Regions from separate parts of the Macaca mulatta genome. Here region 2 is linked to region 1. Evidence: chromatin contacts called from public Hi-C data. All regions are on one chromosome and are shown on one strand. The core of a region is the stretch at or near the end of the contact, and the rest is flanking DNA. Distances in the headings are between cores, read along the strand shown. Region 1 holds the start of KIAA1143. Region 2 holds the start of TMEM42 (transmembrane protein 42).

The links. A called contact is a pair of places that touch in the nucleus more often than the background predicts.
Region 2: a Hi-C map of CD4 T cells shows a contact between it and region 1, with 2.9 times the contacts expected there. The contact joins the promoter of TMEM42 here to the promoter of KIAA1143 in region 1. A contact is called at or near these places in 2 of 14 Hi-C or Micro-C datasets (CD4 T cells and liver).

What each region holds. Positions count from the first base shown.
Region 1 is chr2:108,088,780-108,096,283 of T2T-MMU8v2.0, forward strand. It overlaps KIAA1143, which reads right to left and starts at 4,022. Exons shown (of 3, transcript NM_001266705.1): 1 at 3,880-4,022. The coding sequence starts at 3,987. KIF15 (kinesin family member 15) reads left to right here and starts at 4,045. Exons shown (of 34, transcript XM_077992276.1): 1 at 4,045-4,263. The coding sequence starts at 4,245.
Region 2 is chr2:108,194,378-108,201,881 of T2T-MMU8v2.0, forward strand. It overlaps TMEM42 (transmembrane protein 42), which reads left to right and starts at 4,774. Exons shown (of 3, transcript NM_001194661.1): 1 at 4,774-4,987; 2 at 7,088-7,234. The coding sequence starts at 4,796.

The sequences.
Region 1 (7,504 bases), core at 2,772-5,271:
GACCTCACCTCCACTAGTCCCTCTAATACTGCTATATATAGTCCATGACTCTCAAATCTCTACACCTTTACCCATGCTATTCTCTTCATCTCTACCTACTGACCTAACCATGCTCAAGAGTCTACCTAAATATCCCTCCTCCACGAAGTCTAACCTGATAACAAGCAGAGTCATTAACAAATACAAGACCACTACTTAGTGCCAGGCACTGTGCTAGGTGCTGGGAAAATATGGAAGGATTAAGATACTAACTTAAAGAGTTCAATCTAGTGGTGAAGATAAACAGGAAAGCAAGTAGTTGCAATATAAAATGAGTGTTATAGGTAAGATATGGATAAGGTAAAGAGAAAAACAGAGAAAGAGTAACTGTTTGGAGAGCTTTGAAGGGTTTCGGAGAGATGGTGACCTGTGAAAATAGGGCAGGAAGTGTTAAAGAACATGGCATTTTGGAGATCCATCTCTTCATCCTTTCAGAGCCTGGCACAGTGCATGGGGTTAGCACATACTCATCCTACTGGCATACCTTGAAGATACCACAGATTTGGTTCCAGATCACCACAACAAAGCAAGCATCAAAATAAACTGTCACACAAATTTTCTGGTTTCCCAGTTTACATAAAAGTTATGTTTACACTATACACTAACTACAGTTAGTATTAAGTATGCAGTATCATTATGTCTAAAAAAAATCTAGATCCCATTAAGAACATCCACGATTCATGGGAGAAGGCAAAATATTAACATTAACAGGAGTTTGGAAGATGTACCCACCTTAATTTAAAAATACTTTATTGCTAACAACGTTAAAGCTCATCTGAGCCTTCAGTGAGTCCTCATCTTTTTGCCAGTGAAGGGTCTGCCCTTGATGCTGATGGATGTTGACTGATGAGGGTGGTGGGTGCTGAAAGGCGGGGTGGCTGTGGCAATTTTTTAAAATGAGACAATGATGAAGTTTGCTGCATTAATTGAGTCTTCCTTTCACAAAAGATTTCTCTTTTGTGATGCTGCAATGCTGTTTCATAGCATTTTACCCACAGCTGAACTCCTTTCAAAATTGGAATCAGTCCTCTTAAACCTGCTGCTGCTTTACCAAGTAAGTTTACTCTAAATCCTTTGTTGACATTTCAACAATGTTCACAGCATCTTCACCAGAAGTAGATTCCATTTCAATAAACCACTTTCTTTGCTCATCAATAAGAAGCAACTCATGTGTTCAATTTTTATGAGACTGCAACAACTTAATTACATTTTCAGGCTCTACTTCTAATTTTAGTTCTTTTCCTTGTTCTACCACACCTGCAATTACTTCCTCCACTGAAGGCCTGAACCTCTCAAAGTCATCCATGAAGGTTGGAATCAACCTCTTCCAAATTCCTGTTAATGCTGATATTTTGCCCTCTTCCCATGAATCATGGATGTTCTTAACGTGTCTAGAATGGTGAAACCTTTCCATAAAGTTTTCAATTTACAATATCCAGATGCATCAGAGGAATCACTATCCATGGCAGCTGTAGCCTTACAAATGTTTTGACTTTTTGTTTTGTTTTGTTTCGTTTTGAGACAGGGTCTGGCTCGGTTACCCAGGCTGGAGTGCAGTGGTGCGATCATGGCTGACTGCAGCCTCAACCTACCTGGGGTCAGGGGATCCTCCCACCTCAGCCTCCCAAGTAGCTGGGACCACAGGTGCATGCCACCACACTTGGCTAAATTTTGTATTTTTTGTAGAGATGGGGTCTCACCATGTTGGCCAGGCTGGTCTTGAACTCCTGGGCTCAAGCAATCCACCTGCCTTGACTTCCCAAAGTGCTGGGATTGCAAGTGTGAGCCACTGTGCCTGGCTGTTATTTCTTAAACAATAAGACTGAAAATAGAAATTACTCCTTGATCCATGGGCTGCAGAATGGATGTTGTGTTAGCAAGCATGAAAACCACATTAATCTCCTTGTAGATCTCCATCAGAGCTCTTGGGTGACCAGGTGTATTGTCAATCAGCAGTAATATATTGAAATAATCTTTTTTTTCTGAGCAGTAGGTCTCAACAGTGGGCTTAAAATAATTCAGTAAACCATACTATAAAGAGATGTGCTGTCATCAAGGTTTTGTTTTTCCATTTCTAGAGCACAGGTAGATGAGATTTAGTGTAATTCTTAAGGACCCTAGGAGTTTTGGAATGGTAAATATTAACTTCAACTTAAAAGTCACCAGCTGCATTAGCCCCTAACGAGTGTTAACCTGTCCTTTGAAAATTTGAAGCCAGTCACTGACTTCTCTCTAGCTATGAAAGTCCTAAATGGGACAGGCATAGTGTTTTTTGAGAGGCTTTGAGAGGCTAAAGTGGGAGGATTGCTTGAGTCCAGGAGTTTGAGACCAGCCTTGGCAACACAGTGGGATCCTGTCTCTATAAAAAAATACAAAAATTACCCAGTGGTGGTGCGTGCCTGTAGTCCCAGCTACTTGGGAGACTGAGGCAGGAGGATCACTTGAGCCCAGGAGGTCAAGGCTGCAGTGAGCTGTGATTGCACCACTGCACTCTAGCCTGGGTGACAGAGTGAGACCCTGTCTCAAAAACAACCACCACCAACAAAAAAAACAAAGTCCTAGATGGCATCTTTTTCCAATAGAAGGCTGTTTCATCTACATTGAAAACCTGTTTAGTGCAACCATTTTCATCAACTATCTTAGCTAGATCTGAATAATTTGCTTCTTCATCTCATACTTTTATGTTATGGAGATGGCTTCTTTTCTTAAACCTCATGAACCAACCTCTGTTAGCTTCACTCTTTTCTTCTGCAGCTTTCTCACATGTCTCAGACTTCATAGGATTGAAAAGAGTTAGGACCTTGCTCTAGATTACACTTTGGTTAAAGGGAATGTTGTGGCTGGTTTGCTCTTCTATCTAGACCACTAAAACTTTCTCTGTATCAGCAACTTAAGCTGTTTTGCTTTCTTGTCATTCATGTGTTCAATACTGATCCCTTCAGCCCTAAACAACAGTAGTCAGGTGTGGCTCTTTCCTGAAGCTCCTCTTCTTCTATTTAGACCCAGGATATTTAGGGCTTTTGGCTACTTTTTTTGTTTGTTTGTTTTTTTAGACGGAGTCTTGCTCTGTCGCCCGGGCTGGAGTGCAGTGGCGCGATCTCCGCTCACTGCAAGCTCCGACTCCCGCGTTCACACCATTCTCCTGCCTCAGCCTCCTGAGTAGCTGGGACTACAGGCGCCCGCCACCACGCCCAGGTAATTTTTTATATTTTTGGTAGAGACGGGGTTTCACTGTGTTAGCTAGGATGGTCTAGATCTCCTGACCTCGCGATCCGACTGCCTCGGCCCCCCAAAGTGCTGGGATTACAGGCGTGAGCCACTGTGCCCGACCTTCTCTCTATATTTTTTAATTTTTTTTTTTTTAACTTAACAAAGCATAGAAACAGATTCAGGACATTCCTCCGAAGACGTTCCACACTCGAGTCCTAGGACACGGTTCGGGCGGGGGTCATTTGATCGAGTGGCCTGTGTCCTTATCTGGAATATGGGACGACGCTGTAACTCTAACTCACCCTGCGAACTCACAGCTTTTGAGGTAAACAAGAGAGAAAGAAGAGACAAGAAAGTGATCTTTCTTTACCATCTACCAAGGACCAGGCGGTTTACATGTAAGGTCATTTTTAGGAAAACAGCAGCGCTCTGAAACCTACAGAGCTTTCTGGGCGTAGGGGGCTGTAGTCGCTTGAAAAGAACCAGGCTGGGGGTCCGAGTTCCACCGGAATTGGTGCCGAGCGCGGGTGAAAAGAGGGACCCGACAGCACCCACCCTCCAAGTAAAGGCAAAAGTTGAAAGTGGCAGGCTGGCCGCGCTTCCGAAGTAACACGACTGGTGAGGGCTCACCTTAGTCTCTATGGTGGGTCCCTCCCTGTAGCCGACCCGTTCCTTGAAGCGGGCCAGAAACGCTGGCTCGGCTGGCCGTACGTACGATACCTGGTTCCGCTTGCTCATGGTAGCTCTAGGTAAAGACAGGTTCCGCGACCGATTCGCGACGATACAGAGGCGCTTAGCTGTGACGTCAACTGGACCACGCCCCTGATGCGTAGACCGGGCAACATGGCGGCCTCCATTCGGGCGTCAACGTCGGATACAAGCGCCAAATTCAAATTCGCGGCCATCTTGAGCGGGAGGAATTCAGTCGCGCGCGGCGCAGTCGGGAGGTGGAGGCGTCGGCTGCATTGTTCCCGGGATCGAGGGGTGAGGGCGCTATGGCACCCGGCTGCAAAAGTAAGTCTGGACCCCAGACTTCGTTACCCTATCTTTGCCCCCAAATACAGCTGTGAAAGGATGGCAACCTCGGACCGCCGGCAAGGTTCTTGCTGGGCATGAACTGCAGGAGCTGAGTGACGGGCGGGGGCGTTTGGGAATCCCTCTCTGTCGCTCAAAGACAATACGCTAGCCGAAAAGGTCATCCCTTCCGTGTCCTGTGCGCATGCTAGGAGTCTGGCGCAGTTGTAGGCGCTCGGGATGAGCAGTGGACCTGCCGTTCTTCCCTTTCTTTCCCTCGGTTCTGCTGTTTCTTCGCAGGCCTCTTCCCACATCCCGACCAGGGCTACCTCTCTAGATATCCTTGTTTCAGGATCGGCTTTTGCTCCCACCAGCGTCTGCGTATTTCCACATTTCTGACCTTCCTATAGGGAAGGGTTTATTTATATTCCAAACACTTCTTTCTCTTTTTCCCTTAAGTAAATGGAATGTTAAAACACAGATGTCAGCAATGTCTGTGTTGTCACAGTCTCTATTTTCACTTAAAGGAGACCCGTCCGATTTCTTTCTCTTTTTCACGGAGGAGAGCACTGTCATTTTTGCTTATGATAAACCCTACAGTTTTCACTAATGTAGTCTTTTGCTGTGCCTGTGTACGTGCGCCACTTCTTACATTGCCACATCTCTTAAGGAGTCTTGTTTTTGTGAACCTGATTATGAGCTGATTTAATGGGATCTTTGTGAGTGGTCTGAATGGTAATAAGGAGAGGCCTAGATCAGATGATTAAGAATTTGTGAACTTCTGTCATTTGAGCTTTCCAACAGCGTTAATGTTTCTAGCTTTCTGTCAATTATAGTTGTTTTTGATGGGTTTGTTGTTTCAGTAACCTTTTAGGTCGATCGCACTTTTATTGGAACACCTCTTTATGCTACCTTTTTCCATCTAAAATATTCCTTTTCCTTCATCATTTTCAGTATTCAAGGACTATGAGCTCACAAAATGGTACCTTATTGGAGAGAAATGTTCATCCTGCTTTCTGAACAATCATACTGTTTGTTCTTTGTTTCCACCTTATGGATCTGGACTCAAGCCAAAAAAATTGATGCCTGTTAAATAAGTAAAGTATCTGCTTATTTAATGAGATATATGTATGTGACTAAGGGCTCAGAAGAAAACCAAATTTGAGAGCCTTTCTTAAAGTGGTGGGAGCACTTCCCTTTATGATGGTGGTGATGCCATGGGGAACTTTTCCACTCCCTTAAGTTTGTTGGCAAAATTGAGGTTGATGACTTCCCAGGTAAAGTGCTTCTTGCTTTCCCAGCAGCCCAGAGACCTGGAGCATGAAGTGGGAACACATGGGAGAAGAGAGCCCATGCAGTGGTCTTTACAACTTTTACTTTGTGCCCTGAAGGCTTTTTTTTTTTGAGACAGAGTCTTGCTGTGTCACCAGGTTGGAGTGCAGTGGTGCAATATCGTCTCACTGCAACCTCCACCTCCGGGGTTCAAGAGATTCTCCTGCCTCAGCCTCCCGAGTAGCTGGGATTACAGGCACGGGCCACCACGCCCAGCTAATTTTTTTATTTTTAGTAGAGCTGGGGTTTCACCATGTTGGCCAGGATGGTCTTGATCTCCTGACCTCATGATTTGCCCACCTTGGCCTCCCAAAGTTTTGGGATTACAGGTGTGAGCCACCATACCCGGCCCCATGAAGGCTATCTCTAGTGACATTGACACCATGAGTTGCTGACTGTAAATCAGAGAAATGAAAAAGTGAAATATACAATTCCCTTTTTTTTTTCTTTTTTTTTTTTTTTAAAGACAGTGTTGCTCTGTCACCCAGGCTGGAGTGCACTGGCACAATCTTGGCTCACTGCAGTCTCTGCCTCCTGGGTTCAAGCAGTGCTTGTGCCTCAGCCTCAGAGTAGGAGATCTGGATTTAGCATGCCTTTGTTCAAATCCTAGCACTTCTCAGTGATGGTTCCTTAGATCTCAATTAGAAATAATGCCAGAACTATCTACATTTGTGTAGTTTTAAATTTCACTTTATCTCGCTATTTGCTCATTAACTTTGCTTCTTTTTTTATTAAGTAAACATTTTACTTTGGGTTCCTTTTAGATTTACCAGGAAGTTTCACATAAGCGCAGATCAGTATCCATCTATTTAGTTTCCATCTGATCAGTTACACAGATCTCTGCAGAGATGAAGAGCTGGCAGCCTACCTTCTGGGGCTTCTTGTTGTTGTTTGATTGTGTATTTGCTTAGCAACTGGCTGGATCAATTTAGTGAAGTCTATTTCCCTCCTATACTGTTAAGCCTTTGATGTTGCTCCTCAGGAAAGCACAGCTTTGGATATGCCCACCTGTATCCTGGGATCACAGTGGTTTTGGTAGGGATCTCTTTCTTTCCATGACTGCACACAGCTGTGAAACTCCAGTAATTGTTAGCTGATTGCTCTATTGTTTTTTAACAATGTCCTGGGGCATAAATTGTCTTACAAACTACTTCAGTTCTTGCTCCATTGAAGGAGTAGTTTCTGAGGTTGTCTTTCGTATTTCTTCTGACTCCACTGTAGCTACTCCTAGTTGATCTTATATCCCCATTGTCTTCTGGCAAGCGAACAGGCCTACAATTTAGCTTGTATCTTGAATGTCTTCCTAATTACTTTCACTAAAACCTACACTGTTCCTGAGAGTGCCCTTAGGTTTGAACTTCTTTCCCCCACACCCCACCCCAAGACCGAGTCTTGCTCTGTCACCTAGGCTGTACGGCAGTGGCGTGGTCTCGGCTCACTGCAACCTCCACCTCCTGAATTCAAGCGATTCTCCTGCCTCAGCCTCCCAAGTAGCTGAGATTACAGACGTGCCACCATGCCCAGCTAATTTTTGTTTTGTATTTTTAGTACAGAGATGGGGTTTCGCTATGTTGGTCAGGCTGGTCTCGAACTCCTGACCTCAAATGATCCGCCTGCCTGGGCCTCCCAAAGTGCTGGGATTACAGGCATGAGCTACCACACCTAGCCAGGTTTGAACTTCTCTTTTTTTTTTTTTTTTTTTTTTTTTGAGACAGAGTCTCGCTCTGTCGCCCAGGCTGGAGTGCAGTGGCCGGATCTCGGCTCACTGCAAGCTCCGCCTCCCGGATTTACGCCATTCTCCTGCCTCAGCCTCCCGAGTAGCTGGGACTACAGGCGCCCGCCACCTCGCCCGGCTAGTTTTTTTGTATTTTTTAGTAGAGACGGGGTTTCACTGTGTTAGCCAGGATGG
Region 2 (7,504 bases), core at 3,524-6,023, 110 kb after region 1:
GATCAGAGAGATATAGTCGTGGGAGTCAGGTGTGGTATCCAGAATAACGTGGGAGGCTGAAGTCCAGGCCAGGAAAAATGGTAATTGTGGGAGACTCAACAAAGAGTGAGTATAGCTGAAGGAGCCGGGGAGCAGAAAGTATATGCATCAGGTGGGAGGAAGAAAACAGATTTTGGAAGTTATGAGAACTGTAGAGAGTGAGTTGAGCATAGTTTGTGATTTTTAGAGCCTCTAAAAGTATTAGGGTGGTGGCAGCCACTGCACGGAGACATCATGGCTAGCCTAAAACAGTAAGGTCAAGTTGTTTGGACAAAAAGGCTACAGGGCATGGTCCTGGTCCTCGTGTAAGAATTCCAACTGCACAGCCCTGCACTTCAGCTGTGTGTAATGAAAAGGGTTGGGATGAGTCAGGGAGAGCTAGTGTGGGAGCAGTCTCTAAAGCTGTCTTCAAGGAACGGAAAGAGGAATGGGGAAAGGATTCAGGATCTATGGGATCAGCTAGGGTTCCTTTTGTGAGTTTATATAATGGTTTTGTTAGGATGGCACAACCAGGTATCCAAAGGTGAAAGTATCCAACCATGGCCAGGAAGGAGAGGTGTTGTTTTGTAGAAGGGGTTGGGGTTTGAGAGATCAATCGGACATGATCGGCAGGGACAGCATGTATGTTTTTATGAAGAATTATGCTGAGGTAGGTAACAGATGGAGAAGAAATTTGAGCTTTGGAGGGAGATACCTGATACCCCTTGGAGAATAAATGTTGAAGGAGCAGGAGGGTGTCTTGTTGAGTAGGAGGGGCTACAAAGTAGAAGGTCATCAATATATTGAATAAGGTGAGAAACGGAGGGGTGGAAAGAAAGTAAATCATGAGAAAGAGCTTGGCTGAAGTAATGAGGGCTGTCCCTGAAGCCTTGTGGCAGTACAGCCCAGATAAGCTGCTGGGACTGATGGGTGTCAGGGTCAGTCCAGGTAAAAGCAAAGAGAGGCTGGGACGAGGGGTGTAGAGGAATAGTGAAAAAAGCATCTTTAAGATCAAGAACGGAACAGTGGGTTGTGGAGGAAGGTATTGAGGACAAAAGAGTGTACGGGTTTGGCACCACGGGGTGGACAGGCAAAACAATTTGGTTGATAAGGCACAGATCCTGAACTAACCTGTAAGACTTGTCCTCTTTTTGAACAGGTAAAATGGGAGAATTGTAAGGAGAGATTATAGGTTTTAGGAGCCCATGCTGTGTAGCAGGCAAGTGATAACAAGCTTTAATCCCCTTAAAGCCTGTTGTGGGATGGGATACTGGCGTTGAGCAGGGTAAGGATGATTATATTTTAATGGGATAGTAATGGGCGTGTGATCAGTTGCCAGAGAGGGAGTGGAGGTGTCCCATACTTGTGGGTTAAGGTGGGGGGATACAAGAGGAAGACGCAAAGGAGGCTTTGGGTTGGGAAGAAGGGTGGCAATGAGATGTGGCTGTAGTCCAGGAATAATCAGGGAAGCAGATAATTTGGTTAAAATGTTTCCGCCTAATAAGGGAACTGGGCATGTGAGGATAAATAAAAAGGAGTGTATTAAAGAATGTTGTCCAAGTTGGCACCAGAGTTGGGGAGTTTTAAGAGGTTTAAAAGCCTGGCCGTCAATACCCACAACAGTTATGGAGGCAAGGGAAACAGGCCCTTGAAAAGAAGGTAATGTGGAGTTGGTAGCCTCTGTATTGATTAAGAAGGGGATGCACTTATCCTCCGCTGTAAGAGTTACCCGAAGCTCGGTGTCCATGACGGTCCAGGGGTCCTCCAAGGCGATCGGGCAGCATCAGTCTTCAGCTGCTAAGCTGAGAAGATCTGGGAAGGAGTCAGTCAGAGAGCCTTGGGCCAGAGTTCCAGGGGCTCTGGGAGTGTCCAACTGCCGGGCGAGTTGGACAGTCCGATTTCTAGTGGGGTCCTGCACAGTTGGGACATGGCTTAGGAGGAATCCCGGGCTTTGGGCATTTCTTGGCCCAGTGGCCAGATTTCCAGCACTTGAAGCAAGATCCTGGGAGAGGCAGTCCTGAAGGAATGCCTGGCCACTGTGGTTCAGACGTTTTGAAGTTCTTGCGTGCTGGAGATGTGGCTGGGGTTTCTCTCACAGTGGAGGCAAGTAATTGCAACTCAGAAATACATTGCTACTTGGCTGCCTCTATTATTGTACACCTTGAAGGTGAGGTTAATTAGGTCCTGTTGTGGGGTTGGAGGGCCGGAATCTAATTTTTGGAGCTGGGGGCTGGGGTGCAGTGGCACATGCCCATAATCCCAGCATTTTGGGAGGCCAAAGTAGGTGGATCACTTGAACTCAGGGGTTCAAGACCAGCCTGGGCAACATGTCAAATCCTGTCTATACAAAACAATACAAAAATTAGCCAGGCATGATGCACCCATAGTCCCTGCTACTCAGGAGGCTGAAGTGGGAGAATCACTTGAGCCCAGCAGGTTGAGGCTGCAGTGAGCTATGATCCGCCATTGTACGCCAGGCTGGCAAAGCAAGACCCTGTCTCAAAAAAAAAAAAGAAAAAGAAAAAATTGTCTGGGTTTGATGGTACATGCCTGTAGTCTTAGTTACTCAGGAGGCTGAATGGAGAGGATGGCTTGAGCCTGGCAGCTCAAGGCTGAAGTGAGCCATGATTACACCATTGCACCCTAGCCTCGGTGACAGAGACCCTGTGTCCCTCTAAAAACAAACAAAATTCAGTCTAGCTGTAGACCTAATCAGAATCTTCATCTTAGCAAGATCCCTAGGTGATGTGTGTACACAGTAGTTTCGAAGAGGCAGAAATCACTTCTCAGCAGTGTCTGAGGATGGCATCACTTTAGCCCATCATCACCAGGGCTGGGGACCCGGAGATTAACAACGATATAGTCCCTGCCCTCAAGGAGCTTGCAGGCTAGCAGAGAGACAGACAACCAGAGGAACAACCACAGGACTGGTATGAAGGTAGGGGAGTAGCAGAGACGGCTTTACAGAGGAGGTGGCTCTGAGATGCTTAACCTTTAGTACTAGTAGAGGCATCATTTGTTCTAAGAAAATTCGCTTTACATTCTTAATGCATGCAGAGTTGATCAATGCAACACCTCTTGATTTCCTCATAAGAGCTTTCAGAGGGTATCATCTTTGAGCAGCTCTTTACTCAATGGAGTGGTGCAGTGAGACCTCTGAGCCTATTTCCTCATCTGCAAAATGGGACAGTTTGTACTATATCGGCGTTACTGAAATTACCCGTGCTTTTTTTTTTTTTTTTTTTTTTTTTTGAGACAGAGTCTTACTCTGTCACCCAGGCTAGAAGGCAGTGGTGCAATTTCGGCTCACTGCAACCTCTGCCTCCAGGTTCAAGCAATTATTTGCCTCAGCTTCCCGAGTAGCTGGGATTACAGGTGCCTGCCACCATGCCTGGCTAATTTTTTTTTGTACTTTTAGTAGAGATGGAGTTTCACCATCTTGACCAGGCTGGTCTTGAACTCCTGACCTCATAGTCACCCACCTCAGCCTCCCAAAGTGCTGGGATTACAGGTGTGAGCCACCGCGCTCAGCCTTATCCGTGCTTTTATTTGAGCCACAAAACCACCCTGTGAGAGAAGCAGCACAGTGTGGAAGGACTTCCATAAAAAGTTGCTAAACATAAGATACAAAAAGAATGCTGCTGATCAGTATGTTCAACTGCGAAATAATTTTTGTTTAAAAAATGCATATACATTCTATAATTTTTTAAAACACTTTAACTGTATATAACAATAGACATATAGAAAAATGCTCTATTAACATTGATTTTCCTGGAGAGTTGCAACAGCACTTTATACATTTCAACACCACTTTATTTTCAAGGGAATGTAATTTTTAAATGGGAACATTTTATTTCTATTTTTGAGACGGAGTTCACTCTTGTTGCCCAGGCTGGAGTGCAATGGCACGATCTGGGCTCACCACAACCAACGCCTCCTGGGTTCAAGCGCTTCTCCTGCCTCAGCATCCCGAGTAGTTGGGATTACAGGCATGCTCACCACGCCTGGCTAATTTTGTATTTTTAGTAGAGACGGGGTTTCTCCATGTTGGTCAGGCTGGTCTGGAACTTCCAACTTCAGGTGATCCGCCCGCCTAGGCCTCCCAAAGCGCTGGGATTACAGGCGTGAGCTACCACGCCCGGCCGTAAACATTTTAAACATGTAAGTGCAATAGGAGATTAGAAGTCATGTTGATTCTGCGTGGCTTGATTATGGATTACTATCTTCCTCTCATCGCGGATCCGCATTTTTTGGTTTTCTGTGATGCGCTTGTCCCCATCTGGGGCTCTGGCGTCTTTCTGGGTCTAACGGTACCCAGCGCCCTCTGCCGAAGATCTCGGTACGGCGTCCTCAGGCTGGAGGGTGGAGCGGAGGAGGCCTGGTCGACCTGTATGGACTCGGTGGGCCGAGGCGGGGCCCGTTCGGCATCTTTAATAACTTTCACCGGGACCCGGTGGCCGGGATGGAGACGGCTAAGCCGCGAGATGTTTACCTACTACCACAGCGTCCACAGTACCCGGCTCGGCCTTAGGCCTCGGGTCCCGGCGTCCTCTCGGGAAGCACAAACCTACTACAGAGTAAGCCTGAGGCCACCATAGCCCTGAGGCTCTGCCACGCCCCCTGGCCCGCCCCCTCCGAGGCGCCGGGGAGCGATTCCCAAAGTGCCTGCGGGAGCGCCGCGTCACGGGAGCGCCGCGTCACGTGAGGCTGCCGTCCAATCGTGGCGCGCGCTCGGTCCTGCTGGCGGCTGGCGCCAGGCACGGTGGCAGCGGGCAACATGGCCGAGAGGCCGCGGCCTCCGGGCGGCGCCGTGTCTGCGACCGCCTACCCCGACACCCCTGCGGAATTCCCTCCGCACCTCCAGGCGGGTGCAATGCGGCGCCGCTTTTGGGGCGTATTCAACTGCCTGTGCGCCGGCGCGTTCGGGGCCCTGGCCGCCGCCTCCGCCAAGCTGGCCTTCGGCAGCGAGGTCGAGCCCGGGGCGCTGCTGCTGCTGCTGCTGCGGGCGGGCGGGCTGGGCGGCGCTGGGCGGAGGAGGGGCGCTGCGGGGCCCGCGGGGCTCCTGGGGTGGGGCGGGGGTGGGCACAGGGCGCCGCCGCACCCTCGCCGGTCTGTCCGGCTGGGGCCCCCGGCCGCGCACGGCGCTGCGGTCAGCTGGGGTGGGAGAGTGTGTTTCGCCTCTAATCACGCCAAACCCTCGTCCAGTGTAGGCGGTAAGAGACGTCGGGGACTGAGGCCTCCTCCCTTACCAGGGACCTAAAACCTTTTCTCCGGTTGGGCTAGTTCGCTCTCGGGGAAGACCTACACCTCCTACATCCACCCTCTACCTCTCATTTTAAGTCCCTTGTGCCTGAACATTTCTCTCCACGTGACTCTTAAGGTGAGAAGCCTGTTGCCCATCCCTTTACTCCGTAATTAACGGGTATTGTGACCAGATGACCTGTCTGCCCCACTACCAGGAAAATTGGGAGTTTGGGATACTGTAGGCATAAGCAGATACTGACAGAGACGTTCTGGTTGTTTTCCTGACGCTGAGAACTCCCAAACTTGCCTCCTGGCGTCTGCTAAGGTGTATCTCTGCCTCTCCCGTCCCATGTCGTAGACCAGCCTCTGCTTGCTAGAGGGGTTTCATTGCATCTGCAGCCCAGGGTTAGCCTCTGACCTGGACAGTGGTCACTGATTATTTAGGGTTAAGCCTATTTAGGGCTAATCCAGTAGGAGCTGCCATGCTTGAGGTTAGTATCCCATTGGGTGTAGTTCATAGGGTAGGTAGTCGAAAGTAAAATGAATAACTTTGTATGGGCCATGAAGTTTGTTGTCATGAACCAGACCTTCATAACCCTTTATGTAAGCAGGTTGCCACTGGCCCATATGCTGCTTTGTGTAAGACAAGGTTGTCCAACTCGCGACCCAACACAAATTTGTAAACTGAAAACATGAATTTTTTTGCGATTTTATTTTTACTGTTTTTAGCTCATCAGCTATCATTAGTGCTAGTGTATTATATGTGTGACCCAAGACAATTCTTCCAGTGTGGCCCAGGGAAGCCAAAAGACTGGACACTCTGGTGTAAGTTATAAGAAAGCACCTTTTTCTCAAGACACTATGTGTTCAGCTGCTGAGAAACCACTACAAGTAATAAATATGATACTTAGATTCCGCCCCCCGCACCCTCCCCTCCTCGCCTTGTCTCCAGGCCGGCTTCTAACTCACCACCAAGCAAGGGGGGCTGCATATCCTTTGTGTAGGAGGCTTCTAAAGATCCTCTCTTTTCTTGAGACTTTCTCCTTTAAAAAAGAAAGAAATTATCTGCAAGTTCTCCAAGGAATGTCTGGGATCACTAAATAGTCTGAGGTGGTGTTTCCCCCAGGCAGGACTGTGTCCTAGTTAAGAGCATGGAGGTACACTGCCTGATTGTGAAGCCTGGTGGCTCTCATCACGGTAGCACTTTAAGAAAGTTACTTGATGCCCCTGGGTCTTTATCTGTAAAATGAAGTTAAGGAATAAATGAGAATGCTTAAACTCTTAGCACAGGGCCTAACACAGAGTAAAAGCTCAAGAATGCCCAGAGGGGGTGAGCCTTGCTGGGCTATAACTTGTATAGGATTTGGGGGTGGGAATACAGAGCATACATCGCTAATTCGTGCTTTCCCTGATCTCAAGAAGTAAGAACTCCATCCCTGACTTAACTCATACTACCTACGGAGTAAGAACTACTTGGCCCTCTGGGACTGATCTTCAGGCACTGGTCATTGTAAGACCAATAAGGGGCTGGTGTCAGTAGAAAATACTGACTTTGGATTAGCATTTTGCTTCTTCCCAAGATCGTATGGCCAGCAAGGTGGCCAAATGAGTGTCTTCTCTGAATTTGCTTTACTTGTAAGATGGGTCTGCTGCCCACTGAGGGTTAAATGAAGCCCTGTGCAGAAAAGCTCTGAGGCCCTCTGAGCTGTAGTGGGAGCTCAGTAGGAGCCTGGGTGCCAGCAGCCACAGCGCTGGCTGTGCTGTGAGGGGGTCTGCAGGTTGCTGTGCAGGGTGGATGTGGCTGCAGTGACACTTTCTCCTGCAGGTGAGCATGGGTTTATGCGTCTTAGGCATTATTGTGATGGCGAGCACCAATTCTCTGATGTGGACCTTCTTTAGCCGGGGCCTCAGTTTCTCCATGTCTTCAGCCATTGCATCTGTCACAGTGACTTTTTCAAATATCCTCAGCTCGGTGAGTAGCCTGAGGGTGTGGTGCTCTTATCCTAAATCTGGGTTCTGGGTGAGTTGTCTTTGGGTAACCCCTCCTTTCCCAGACAGGAGAAAGGACAGGAACTGAAGCAGAGGTTGGGCTGTGGCTTGACCCCTGGATGATGCTCTATTCATGAAGCAAATGTAATTCTAATCATGGAGGAATTCTCAAGTTAGATTTGAGTGAAGCCTGACAGTAAAAAGCCTGCTTGCTTGCTGTGCCTCCAGGGTGGAGCCCTCATTCTGAAGTCAC